2 separate regions of the Hordeum vulgare genome follow, and region 1 is linked to region 2. Evidence: chromatin contacts called from public Hi-C data. All regions are on one chromosome and are shown on one strand. Each heading gives the region's core, a stretch centred on a gene start, on an enhancer-like site or on the middle of the called end of the contact. The rest is flanking DNA. Distances are from core to core; before and after follow the strand shown. Region 1 holds the start of LOC123411346 (probable tyrosine-protein phosphatase DSP2). Region 2 holds the start of LOC123410926 (putative transcription elongation factor SPT5 homolog 1).

Region 1 (6,681 bases), core at 3,960-6,459, 260 kb before region 2:
TGTTCCTACTTTTTAAAACGCGTTCAAAATTTTGTAAAATTCTTCACAATTTAAAACATGATAATCATGTATTCAAAATTTCATAAAATGATCATAGATTCAAAATATATTCCTGCTTCAAAAATTGGAATTTCAAATTTTATTTCCGTTTGTTTGAACATTTTTTAAGTCATGTTTTTTTTTGAAAGTGCAACTATTTTCTGAAATTTCATATTTCTGAGAAAGAAAATTATTTGTGAAAACCATGATTTGTTTTGAAATTTTGAACATTTGTTTGACAATGCAAATAGTTTATCAAACTTTAGATTTTTTTAGTTTGTGATTTATTTTAAAACAAAATTCCAGAATTTTCCTGGAACTGTAAATACTTTTCAAATTTATAACATTTTTGAAAAGGAAAAGAAATATCTTTTACGTTGACTTTTGAACAATTTTTTATTCCGATTTCTTTTCTAAAAGCGATCATTTAAGAAATATTAAACATATTCCATTTTTTGTTTTTTTAAAGAAACAAAAAAGCTGAATGAAACAGACAAAATAAATGGAAGAGAAAATAGAAACCTGTGCGGTTTGGCGAAACGGCCCGGCCAGTGCGCACGATCCTGTTGTTTTGGTGACTGAGCGGTAAATAGGGTTTTCCTCTGTCCTTACCCTACAGTTTTTACACTAGTGAATTCAACTAGCATAGAAAGCAAGAAGGAAATTCATGTTACTTCACCCTAAAAAATCATGTTACTTCTTTATACGAGAAACTAGCGGGAGCATTGTCTATTGTATAGAGGGGAAAAAAACATCTACAAGTGTAATTATCTCACACTGAAACTTGTCAGACAGTGGTACAACATTAGTTATGTTATTTGCAAACCGAAGAGTCCACATTTTGTCTCACGAGGACCTGCCATGTCTTATTGCATGTTAGACGAATTACATTATCTCCTTGGGAGGTTGAAAATTTCCTCGTATCGATTGCAAATGAACAGCACCCCCGTGGAGTTGTGGTCTCAAATGTCGTACATATTACTCATCCGCCACTCAGACGCTCATTACTCATTAAGTTGTATGTGTGCCAATGCCAGCCCAATCAGTCAGATGCAATGCTAAAAGACTCTGATTAATTTAGATGCATTCATGCAAAGAAGAGCCAAGCTCTCTGCCTAGCAATGCTGCTCGAGTACAGAGCTTCAGTACCCGAAAACAATGGTGAATTCATCGCAAGAAAAAGAAAACCTCTTGCAATCCTACCCACAACTTTCTGGTTCTTAGGATCTGCAGGGACCTGAGCAGGGAAAAAATAGAGCTCTCAAGTTCTTCTTCAATCTTCTGTTTTGCAGAGGTCTCGTCGCTATCTCATGGATTCATTCTACGGGTTCCAAAAATTATTCACTGCTGAGTCGGTTCAGTGACCGCCGGAGGACAGGATGGAGATATACTAGGATCTGGGAGGACGGCGGGGGCGAGCGATCACTCGCCCTTTGGTTAACAATGTGAGGTGGTCAGGTGCTTCAAGCTCGCGACGTCGAACAGCTCCATGAATCTCAGGTCGGTGCTCCTCACTTTCGCAGCAGCGAAGCGCTGGTACTCGTCAAAGACCGATGAGAGGCACCATTTCTGCAACTTCCTCATGCAACCAACGACGCATCCAGTTCGGTGCTGCAGATACATAATAAGAAAGTATTTGCACGGTGAGCACAAAGTTATTGACTGAAGATAGCAGCTGCAGAGCGTAAAATCAGAACTAATTAAGCTTACCTTGCCTCTCTTGCAGTGAATAAGCAGAGGTTGATTTCTTACATCTGGAAGAAAGAAAGCCAAAGGAGTAAGAGAGATGAAATGTTGTGATGCAGGTGACTGAAATGGGAAGCATCTATAGAAGATGAAGTACCTAGGACAACTTTAAGTGCCTCCCGGATTTTCTCATCGGGTATCTCGACGAATGGTTCCTGCAGTAACAGCGTTTCAGGCATTGTCAGACAAAGCATCAGACTCTGGACACAAATGAGCGGACTTATCAAGACTTTGGAATTAAATTACACACACAATGAGCAGTTGTAACACGAAATGTGGTGTATAGAGTCACATAATATACTAAAGGTACCAAGGTTCAGTAATGTCTGAACCCCAAAAAATAGATGACCAATTTCTTGAAATCTGTCTGCTGGTTAGCTATTTATTAGTACCCCAGTTTTCTTTATTTCAGTGGTTTTAACAAATTGGATCCTATTATATTGGAGAGAGACCCAACTTGCTATGTCTGTCTATCAAGTGACATGATTTTCTTCATAAAAAAGAATTAGGATTTTGGTATAAGGTCAACCATCCATCAGGTATTAATTTTCAAGGTAGGACTACGAAACACATTTGAATGTCCCTGCTAACTAATAATTATAATTGCACAGAAGGTCAGATAATGACAACACTCATCGAAGAAACTACGACGCGCAGACCAATAGGAAGAACAAACCAGCTTTACAGCAACAAAATAACTGGTTCGCATAAATGTCAAATCAACTTAATTTTGCATTAGGTCATGGATGACCTGGAACCGGAAGTTCAAATACAAAAAGAGAAATAATTGGGGTAGTTGGATTTACTTGTCATTCATAGTATCAATCAAAAGCAAGATAATGTTTTTATAACATAAAAAAATATGATTTGTTTTCACCGCTTCACCAGTTCCCAAATAAAATGGGCTAGCGACAAGCATATTATTGGGTTCAGAATATCCAAAGAGAAATTGAACACTACAGTCACCACTTGGAATTTTTTTTGAGAACCTTTGCTGACAACTAATAACATAATTTCCATCAATGAACCGAGCAAATAATGATACCTAAACCTTCAGAAGTAAAAGTGTAGAACTCTACAAAATATTATTCGGCTAAAATATGTTTCCCTTGAAACATTCTTGCACATTTCTTTTAAAGAAGCACATAACTTGGCGTACCAACAATTTACTGCAACTCCTATTCATATAAATGGCATGAAATTCTTTTGAATGAAAATAAAATTATCACGTACAACAACCTGACATTTCATATTCAGGATAATCAGCATGAACACATGGAGAAGCAGCACCACATACGTTTAAGCTTGCATGCAGATATTTATATTCTACCAAGATCAGATGCAAAGCACTAGCGTGGTACATGGTCACATGAAAGCAGGGAACAGTTCAACATGCTAACAAAAACAATGAAGTTTCATCTAAAATATGTTTCCTAATGCTCAGATCTATCGTTGCTAGATCCCTGGCACAAACCATATGTGGTGATCTAATCAATCATCCAGCCGACGAATTGTATAGTGACTGAAACCTAGCATGATAAATCAGCAATCATTTGCCAGCAGGAAGAATCCAATGTACTGTCGTCCATGCTCAATTCCAGCTGCTAATCTTGGTGAACAGGGCAATTTACGGATCTCGAAAAACTGCGGCAGATCTAGGCCCCCAGTGTTATCCCCTCTCATCAAGAACAGAACAACACACAGGACAGCCCAATGTGTGGATGCACGTTGCCTCTATCATTGTGTACCATACTAACATGCCCCCAGTTATTTATTTTTCTTTCTTATTACTTGTGAAAAAAAATTGGATTTTCTTAGGCACCATCTGCATAGTGAAAGACCACAACTTGTGATTCTACCCTCTACAGTGCGTAAGCTTTTTATACATTTCGTCCAACTTGACTCAGACAGCTAAATCAGTCCAATGTAAACTTAACACACGAGCCATTGTGGATTAGGTTGCCAAACAGAGCACATGAAACTTGTGGTGCTTCATGCATCAACCATCAATTTTAATTCACAAAATTGGGCTTAGCCTGTTGGGACCATTAAAGCTGCTTAAAACAACCTAAAGAGCATATGGTGTGAATAGGAGTTACAGACAGGTCCCATGAGCTGCTCACACTGAAGCACAAACAAGAAGAATCATGTACCAAATAAATTGCGACGTTTTTGCAAGGAAAAAACCAAAAAACAACTAGTCCTTGAATTGCCTACTTTGCAGAAACAGTGAAACCACCACTGAAACAAGAAACAGAAAAGAAGAAACGAAAAGAAAAACTAAGGAAAAAATGAAAGGGGATAATGGAGATGCTTTGGGAACTATGCACACTCACTACCAGCCTTGTTATCACAGGAGCAAACCAATTAGCAGAAACCATTGGGAATATTAGGAAAATTATTGTTTAAAATGAGCAGCACAGCTGGGTCGATTAATCAAGCCAATGCTGAAAGGGACCACGGCCGATGTGGCGTAAAACTTGAAAAATCCCCAGATAGTACCAGTGGTAGGAGAAAGGAGATAGATGCGCCTATTAGGCAAGCCAGTTGACAGCAAATAAAATCCAGCCAGGGATGCATTGGATTCTCCCCCGAGCCACCTAGGCGAGCAGTACTAATTAATCTAGGATGCGTACGTAATAGCGACATGATCAACGACCTCGGTTCTTGGCGAGCAATTCTCGTATCTTCCGGAAAGTAATCATGGTTATCCTATTCTTATCTATAAGCTAGCTGCGATCCTACCTTCTCCAAGAATTGGCATCAAGAGAAACAACGTATAGAGAAGAGAATTTCATAAAGGGAAAGCAAAGCAAGCCGGATTGTTCGTCTTTGGTTACCTTGCGGCCCTCGATTCCGAACTGGTGGAGCTTGATCCCGTTCTTGTCGAGGAACTCCGTGTTGGTCTCCGGGTACGGCTCCGGGCAGAGGTACCTGCGCGAGCGAGGAGGCGGCGGACGTACGTCAGAAACAGAAACCGCAGGGCACGAGCAGCGCGAAAACAATTGCAGGCATGCGGACGGAGCGGGGAGATCCTCACACGATGGAGCGGAGGTTGAGGGACTTGAGGAAGCGGAAGTTGGCGGCGGCCGGGAAGCCGGAGCGGTAGATGCCGTCGTCGACCATGGCGAAGTTGAGCGGCGGGACGAGCGTGGACTCGTCGCCGCAGGCCCCCGCCGCCAGCAGCGGCGGGGGCATGGGGAAGATCTTGGGCGGCTTCTCGTGCTTCCACAGCTCCAGGCCGCTCATCTCCATGGCCTCCTCCCGCTGCCCCGCCTCCAGGGCCCTCTGCTTGGGCATGATTTCCAGCTTCATGATGGCTCCCGGGCGCACGGGGGCGGGGGCGGGGGCACAACCGTCAAATCCCAACGAGATGGGTGTGCTTTGTGTGCGTGATGGCTTGAGCGGTGTGGGTGTAATGGCCTAACTGGAAGCAAGAGGTTATTTATAGGACAAGATGATGATGAAGGAAGGAAGGGAGGGAAACTCCAAAAGGTTGCAAGATGGGGGAAAAGGTGGGTAATTGGAGGAAGGGAACTCCAAGAAAAAAAGCTTGATGATGAGGAAAGGTGAAATTTTGGGATAAGGAGGTGATTTAATGTGTGTTATGACATCTAGAGTGTCTAGCATAATTGGTTTCCATCATTGTTCATGTGTGATGTAGTTTAATCCCGTCAAACTGAATCCTGATGATTTAATCTTGAGAAGGAGTGCGGTGGTTCAACAGATTATCCCCAAGGTTTTACAAAAGTACATCAGGATTTTATTTTTTTGAAAAACTTTAGTCTATTCATTTTTATTTACGATAGTTCAACGAACGCATAAATAAGAAAAATTACTTTCATATCCGTAGGCCATCTATCGACGACTACAAGCGATGACAAAACTTGCTGCAACTGCTTCCTCGTCGAAGTCTGACAAAACTTGTTGCAATAGATAATTGGAAAGTCGTTGTGTTAAGGTCACATAGGACCAACACAAGAGAACAACAACCGCCGATGATGAGAAGGCATGTAAATCAGAAGGATTCAACCTGAAGGCACATGAATGTAGACGAACGAAGATCGAATCTGAGCAAATCTACCGAAGACAACCGTCGATTGAGTCCAGCAAATTGTTTGAGGATTAACACAACGTTGAAATCATCTTACCGAGGAGACACTATAAGTGTAAATTTGTTTTTCCTTCACAGCGTGGGCGCAACTCTCATCCTATCCATTTGATGCTCAATAGTAGGGACGGTGATATAGGCCGATCATTGATGTTAACGTATGTTATTGCCACTCCAGCTGCGTGTACTACAGGCTTGTCAAGATGTCAACACTTTTCAATGCACATCACTGTCCATCTATAGCAAAATGTAAGTAAGATCCACCTACATGTCGAGTCATACTAGAGATGCGATTAGAGACTGTATAAGAAGAAAGAAATGTACGACTTGTCAACATTATTACTCCCTTCGTCCAAGTGTATAGGGCATGCACGTAGTTCTAGATCGTTAATTTAACTACTTAAATATGTATTATATGTAATAAATAATATATCATTAGATTCATGCGGGGATGTAGTTTATAAATATGTAATTTGTATCGCATATAATATATATTTAGTTAGTTAAATTGATAACCTAGAACTACGTGCATGCCCTATACACTTGGACGAAGGTAGTACCATTCTTGCTTTGGTTCGTGCTTCACAATTTATGTTCCACTTTTTGCGATGAAGCCAACATAACATACAAAATTTACGATAAAACCGTGTGTCATGTACTCTTGCATCATTATACATTAGCTTGGACATTCTGCTTTCTTGACGGAAAAAAATTGCGGATATATTCGTTGAAAACTTGCCACATTTCTTTTTCAATTCAGAGCCACATCATGGAACAGTGACATA
Region 2 (6,811 bases), core at 2,988-5,487:
TCGAGACAACGATCCTTCGCAACGGTGCACACTTAGGGGAATACTTTCTCCAAATTTTCATGAGGGATCATCTTATCTTTGCTACCGTCATTCTAAGCAATAAGATGTAAAAAAAACATGATAAACATCACATGCAATCATATAGTGACATGATATGGCCATTATCATCTTGCTCCTTTGATCACCATCTTCGGGGCACCATGATCATCATCTTCACCGGCATGACACCATGATCTCCATCATCATGATCTCCATGAAGTCGTCACGCCAATCTATTACTTCTACTACTATAGCTAACGTTTAGCAATAAAGTAAAGTAACCAACATGGCGTTGCATCTCATACAATAAATTAAGACAACTCCTATGGCTCCTGTTGGTTGTCATACTCATCGACATGCAAGTCGTGAATCCTATTACAAGAACATGATCAATCTCATACATCACATATGCAACATCACATTCTTTTGGCCATATCACATCACATAGCATACCCTGCAAAAACAAGTTAGACGTCCTCTAATTGTTATTGCAAGTTTTACGTGGCTGATTTGGGTTTCTAGCAAGAACGTTTCTTACCCACGTGACAGCCACAACGTTGATATGCCAATGCTATTTGCCCTTCATAAGGACCCTCTTCATCGAATCCGATCCGACTAAAGTGGGAGAGACAAACACCCGCTAGCCACCTTATGCAACTGGTGCATGTCTGTCGGTGGAACCATTCTCACGTAAGAGTACGTGTAAAGTCGGTCCGGTCGGGCCGCTTCATCCCACGATGCCACCAAATCAAGATAAGACTAGTAACGACAAGCAATTGACAAAATCAGCGCCCACAACTTTTGTGTTCTACTCGTGCATAGAATCTACACATAGAACCTTGGCTCGGATGCCACTGTTGGGGAACGTAGTAAATTCAAAATTTTCCTACACCATACAAGGATCTATCTATAGAGAGACCAGCAACGATAGAGGTTGTAGAGCATCTTCATACCTTTGAAGATCGTTAAGCGGAAGCGTTACTATGAACGCGGTCGATGGAGTCGTACTCGCAGCGATTCAGATCGCGGTCGGTTCTGATCTATGTGCCGAATCACGACACCTCCGCGTTCAACACACATACAGCCCAGTGACGTCTCCCACGCATTGATCAGCAAGGAGGAGGGAGAGGTTGAGGGAGAGCTCTGACATCACGACGGCGTGGTGGCGGTGGAGCTACGAGGTCCCCCAGTAGGGCTTCGCCAAGCACCGTGGGAGAGGACAAAGAGGAGAAGCAGGGCTGCGCCGAGAGAGAGAGATTTCGTGTGTCTCAAATCAGCCAAACCTCCACTATATATAGGGGGAGAGGGAGGGGGCGCCCCTTTAGGGTTCCCACCCCCAAAGGGTGCGGCAGCCCCATCTAGGGCTGGTGGTGGCGGCCAGGGCAAGAGAGAGGGGGGTGGCGCACCCCAGATGGGCCTTAGGCCCATCTGCACTAGGGTTTCCCCCCTTCCCTCTCTTGCGGCGCCTTGGGCCTAGGTGGGAGGCGCAACAGCCCACTCTGGGATGGTTCCCTTCCACCTTTTGGCCCATGCTAGCCTTTGGGGCCGGTGGCCCCTCCCGGTGGACCCCCGAAACCCTTTCAGGAGTCCCGGTACATTACCAGTGTCGCCCGAAACAATTCCGGTGACCAAATCCTCACTTCCTATATATAATTCTTTACCTCCGTACTATTACGGAGCTCCTCGTGACGTCCGGGATCTCATCCGGGACTCCGAACAACCTTCGGTAACCTCGTATAAAAATTCCCTATAACCCTAGCGTCATCGAACCTTAAGTGTGTAGACCCTACGGGTTCGGGAGGCATGCAGACATGACCGAGACAGCTCTTCGGCCAATAACTATCAGTAGGGTCTGGATACCCATGGTGGCTCCTGCATTTTCCACGATGATCTCATCGGATGAACCACGATGTCAAGGATTCAATCAATCCCGTATACAATTCCCTTTGTCTACCGGTATAGAACTTGCCCGAGATTCGATCGTCGGTATCCCCATACTTTGTTCAATCTTATTGCCGGCAAGTCTCTTTACTCGTTTCGTAGCACATCATCCCATGACTAACTCCTTAGTCACATTCAGCTCATTATGATGATGTTATACCGAGTGGGCCCAGAGATACCTCTCCGTCACACGGAGTGACAAATCCCGATCTCGATTTGTACCAACCAACAGATGCTTTCGGAGATACCCGTAGTGCACCATTATAGTCACCCAGTTACGTTGTGACGTTTGATACACCCAAAGCACTCCTACGGTATCCGGGAGTTGCACAATCTCACGGTCGAAGGAAAAGATACTTGACATTAGAAAAGCTTTAGCATACGAACAACACGATCTAGTGCTATGCTTAGGATTGGGTCTTGTCCATCACATCATTCTCCTAATGATGTGATCCCGTTATCAATGACATCCAATGTCCATGATCAGGAAACCATGATCATCTATTGATCAACGAGCTAGCCAACTAGAGGCTTGCTAGGGACACATTGTGATATATTTATCCACACATGTATTATTGTTTCCTGTTAATACAATTATAGCATGAACATTAGACGATTATCATGAACAAGGAAATATGATAATAACCATTTTATTATTGCCTCTAGGGCATATTTCCAACAATTTTTGCCAAAGGCCGTCACCTCGCACCTCTAGGTGCACTCCCCCAACTCTTCCTACCACAATACCACCTCAAGGTTTTCCTAAATGACAACCGACTTGAACGTCTCTATTTGTCGGATCGGGACAAAACATCTCGGCATAACCAAGAATACCGCATAAAAAGCATAAGTACGAAAATTTCTCATATTGTATATCATAAAAGATTCCCCCCTTGTTATGAGCCGACTCCAGCTGCACCCACTCCATGATTGGTTATTTGACAATTATCCATATCCTCACCCTAGCAATTCTCCATAAGCAAACCCTTCCACATCCACGCCCACCTTAATGACATCACCCATCAGGCACCAAGGCGGATACCGAAGATTGGAAGGAAGATTGATTACATGAGCCCAAATTTGCATCTTCTCAAACTTCTAGTCACATGGCTTCAAACAACAAGCCAAAACCTTTAGCACAACAACATGCTTTCCCACCATCGAGGGATCTTCTTAAAAAATTATATCGGGATCACGTTGCCCTTTAGTGATGGCCACAAACAACTTTTCTCCAACAGAGTTAAAGCAAAAACCCTTTGGATTACCCCACGTTGGGCGAAGGGCATCCATTATGGTATTGACATGAAGCACCCGCCGATGCAGAATTTCCCCCAGAAGCGCCCAAGATGGCACTTCATCCCTCTCTTGCAATACTCATCGTCGTCGATCACCAGCGTCGCGTTCTCCATCCAAGACAACCTCATCCCCTCCAGCTGCTTCTCCACAAACTCCTTCTTACCCGTCCTTGATCCCAAATAAGACATGACCGTCGATCTCTTGGAACCCCTAGAACCCAGTTGCCCCACGTGCTTCAAGGACGGACATGTACGCAAATGCCCATCTTAGTCACCCAGAGAGGAGCAAGTAGGACGTGGAAAGGATTCACGGGTGTTGTGAAGAGATCACTGTAGCAGGGAGCTTCTTTACGTCGCAGAGATGAAGATCACCTGCGCGCCGCCGAAGTCACTTGAAATCCTAAAACGTTTCGAGCCAGCGTAGTGGGTCGTTTAGGAAAGACACAATCTAATATGTCCACTAAACTCTCAAGATCCTACTTCGACGCTCCAAAAAGCTGCCTTAAATTGAGCACCCCAACAATTGCAGGCCATAGCCCATAGGACTGATCAAAAGTAGCATCAGGATCAGCCGCCATCTGAAAATAGCCGGAGAAATCTGATGCTCAAAGCAGCGTTCCCTGCCGCACATTCGTTATTCTAGCACGAGAGAGCAGATCGGCAAGGGCGCAACACCTTTGACCTGACTGTATCCAGCAGGTGACGCTGTATTTTTTTCAGTGAAAAAAAGCAGGTGACGTCGTCATACTCGGATTTGTCCGTCACAGAACGGAAAGGGATATATACACACGGAGACGGTACCCAGTTACGGTCCAACCAGTGGGCCACAGTGAAGCCAGCCATCCGAGATCCGACCGAGTCCCCGAATCGTACAGCTGATCCAACGGTCCACAGAGCGACCCGACGCAGCCCGCAGCCCGCAGCCAGCCCAGGCTACACCTCGCAACCGCCTAGGCGCACGGGCACGACTCGTCTGAGGAGACGAGTTTCCCCTTTCCCCTCGACGCCCCCCGCGAGCGCCCGAAAACCTAGCCGCCAAATCCACCCATGGCTCGCCGAGGCCGCGACGACGACGACGAGGAGGAGGAGGAGGAGGACGAGGAGGAGGCCTACGACCTCGACGACGAGGAGGAGGACGAGGGGGACGACTACGAGGAGGAGGCGCGGGGCCGGGGCAAGGGGGCCTCCCGCTCCCGCGCCCCCGCCGGCGGCGGCGGGGTGCGGAAGAGATCGCGCCAGGACAACTTCATCGACGACTCGGCCATCGAGGACGACGACGAGGACGAGGAGGACGACGGCGGGAGCCGCCCGAGGAAGAAGGGCGGCGGCGGCGTGCGCGGGTTCTTCGACGAGGAGGCGCAGGTCGACGAGGACGAGGAGGAGGAGGACGAAGGCGAAGGCGAGGATGGTGAGTTTTTCTTTTCGTTTGCGCTATCCGATTGCGGTCTCCATGCCATCCTTGTGTATTTCTGCCGGCCTTTGGTGAGATCTGAAACCGCTTGGCTTGATTTGCAGAACTAGGCTTGAGGTGTAAGTGTTTTTTATTCTATTTCGTCCTCTGGATGCGCGATTCTCGGTAACTGATGATGGTGGAAATATTAGGACATACTAGTAGTTATTGAATTTTGCCTAAGAGCTAGGTGTCAGCGGTTTTGATGCCATTCTATGTTTTTTTTGTTGTCTTAAATCGGAGCTTGTTATCGTTTAGTTGTCATGGCCTTAATGTTCAATGGTTGCAAACTGAGAATTATGGTGATTTAGCAGAACTCATATATCCCGGTCATTACTTCGTAGTACATGCTTGTTCAAGCTAAAACTGATTTGGTTGCTTCTGTTCTGGTCTGTTGAAGTGCTGATCTTCATTGGGAGGTGTCGGTTTTGGATGTCTTCTCTTTTACGATAATAATTTGAATCCTAATAGGACGACATTAACCCCCTTATTGATGCTATACTCTATGGTATGTTTGATCCTGAGCTTGGACTCGAGTCAAGTCGAGAGTTCTTTCAGGCATGGGAACTTTCTTGTTCGAAAGCAGATTTTGTTTATAGATCTCTGTTTCCTGTTTGTTCATTAAAATTATGCCTAAATTGTGCTCCCTATAGAGCCATAGACACACTGTTTCTGAATAAATCTATGCTATCAATCCTACATGGAACAGAGCTAATTGAAGATTATGTGGTATTAACAACTACGTACTAAGTTGTCGAGCAGACCATGCATATGACGTAAATGAACCACACTACTTCCTCTTCTAGTCTTGGGTAGTTAACTAAATTCGTGCAGTCTTCCGGATGCTAGACAAAATACCTTTGAATACAACTTGATCCGGTGCAGATAAAAATATACACATTAAGCTTGACATATCTTTTGCTACCATGGTGAAAATCAGTCAATTATTCATCTGTAAACTGCAGAACGGCTCAAAAGATTCATTGTTACGAGCAAGGGAAATAGCATGACATCATGCCCTGTATATCTGACTGGTGTAATTGTGGGCTGTAAGGTTTGTCCAATATAAACTACATCTCCTAAAAAAATCCGTCAGATTTTGGACTCCCCTGCTTTTATCTTGAACATTTGTGACCATAACATTTATGAAATACATCATGTGGAGCTTTAAGTACGGTAATCAATCATACTGTCATGGCTAAAATGATAAATGGATTGTGCAATTCTCCACAATTTGAAAGAGGTGTTGTAAAGGATAATCAGTATGGTGTCATTAAGGGATTCAATGTGCAAACACAATTTTTTAGATGTTCAATTTTATTCTTGAGCCGTCAGACTGAATTGGACGAATAAGAATATAAGATGGTCTGCATCAAACCCTAACTAGTACTTCGTATATTGGTATGGATATAGATAGATAATTTCTGAAGAATCACTTGATATAATCTGTTTTGCACTTGTCCTCATTGTACCCTCAAAATCTTCATGTGCTACAAAATACAATTCATAGTTTACTCAAAACCCTAAAATTGCCATTGAATGGGAGGAGCAAACTAAAAACTATTTCTAATGGATATCATGTGAGTTCTATAATCTTTTCAATCTATCTCCTGCATTTTGTATTACATATTTACATGCCAACGTGCTTCATGCTGGTAACCAGTGCTAATATCTGCAAATGACACGTCAGGTCATATCTTTGGCCTGCTGGTCCCACTAATTCATGACAGATCCGAGTCATAGCTCTCCTGTTCCAATTGGTCGTAAGAATCCATGAAGAACCATGCTTTGTCAATATGATGATGGGTTCCCAGTTCTAGTAGGTTAAGGAAAGCAATGGGTGAACATTAGCGGAACCATCTCGTATTATTGTAGCAGTTTTGTGATCTACTTCAGTACATCTGCCATGTATCTGCCACAGTGCCACTAGTGGCGTTGCATTTATGTAATAGAAATGACTGTACTAGAATATAAAATCTGTTGACCTACCTTCACTGTTGCTTGAGGATCAGAGGATCTGGATTGAACTACTTGATGAATTAGATGGTTATATTAAGGAAATAAGTCGGAGGCTAGTGTGTTGAGA

Evidence for each region. Hi-C and Micro-C count contacts between places; a contact is called where the count stands out from the background.
Region 1: a Hi-C map of leaf shows a contact between it and region 2, with 5 times the contacts expected there. The contact joins the promoter of LOC123411346 here to the promoter of LOC123410926 in region 2. A contact is called at or near these places in 3 of 6 Hi-C or Micro-C datasets (leaf and seedling).

What each region holds. Positions count from the first base shown.
Region 1 is chr7H:75,183,051-75,189,731 of MorexV3_pseudomolecules_assembly, reverse strand. LOC123411346 (probable tyrosine-protein phosphatase DSP2) reads right to left here and starts at 5,209. Exons shown (of 5, transcript XM_045104276.1): 1 at 4,826-5,209; 2 at 4,626-4,719; 3 at 1,883-1,940; 4 at 1,750-1,793; 5 at 1,107-1,650. The coding sequence starts at 5,100. The coding sequence ends at 1,477.
Region 2 is chr7H:74,926,912-74,933,722 of MorexV3_pseudomolecules_assembly, reverse strand. It overlaps LOC123410926 (putative transcription elongation factor SPT5 homolog 1), which reads left to right and starts at 4,237. Exons shown (of 22, transcript XM_045103850.1): 1 at 4,237-4,683. The coding sequence starts at 4,323.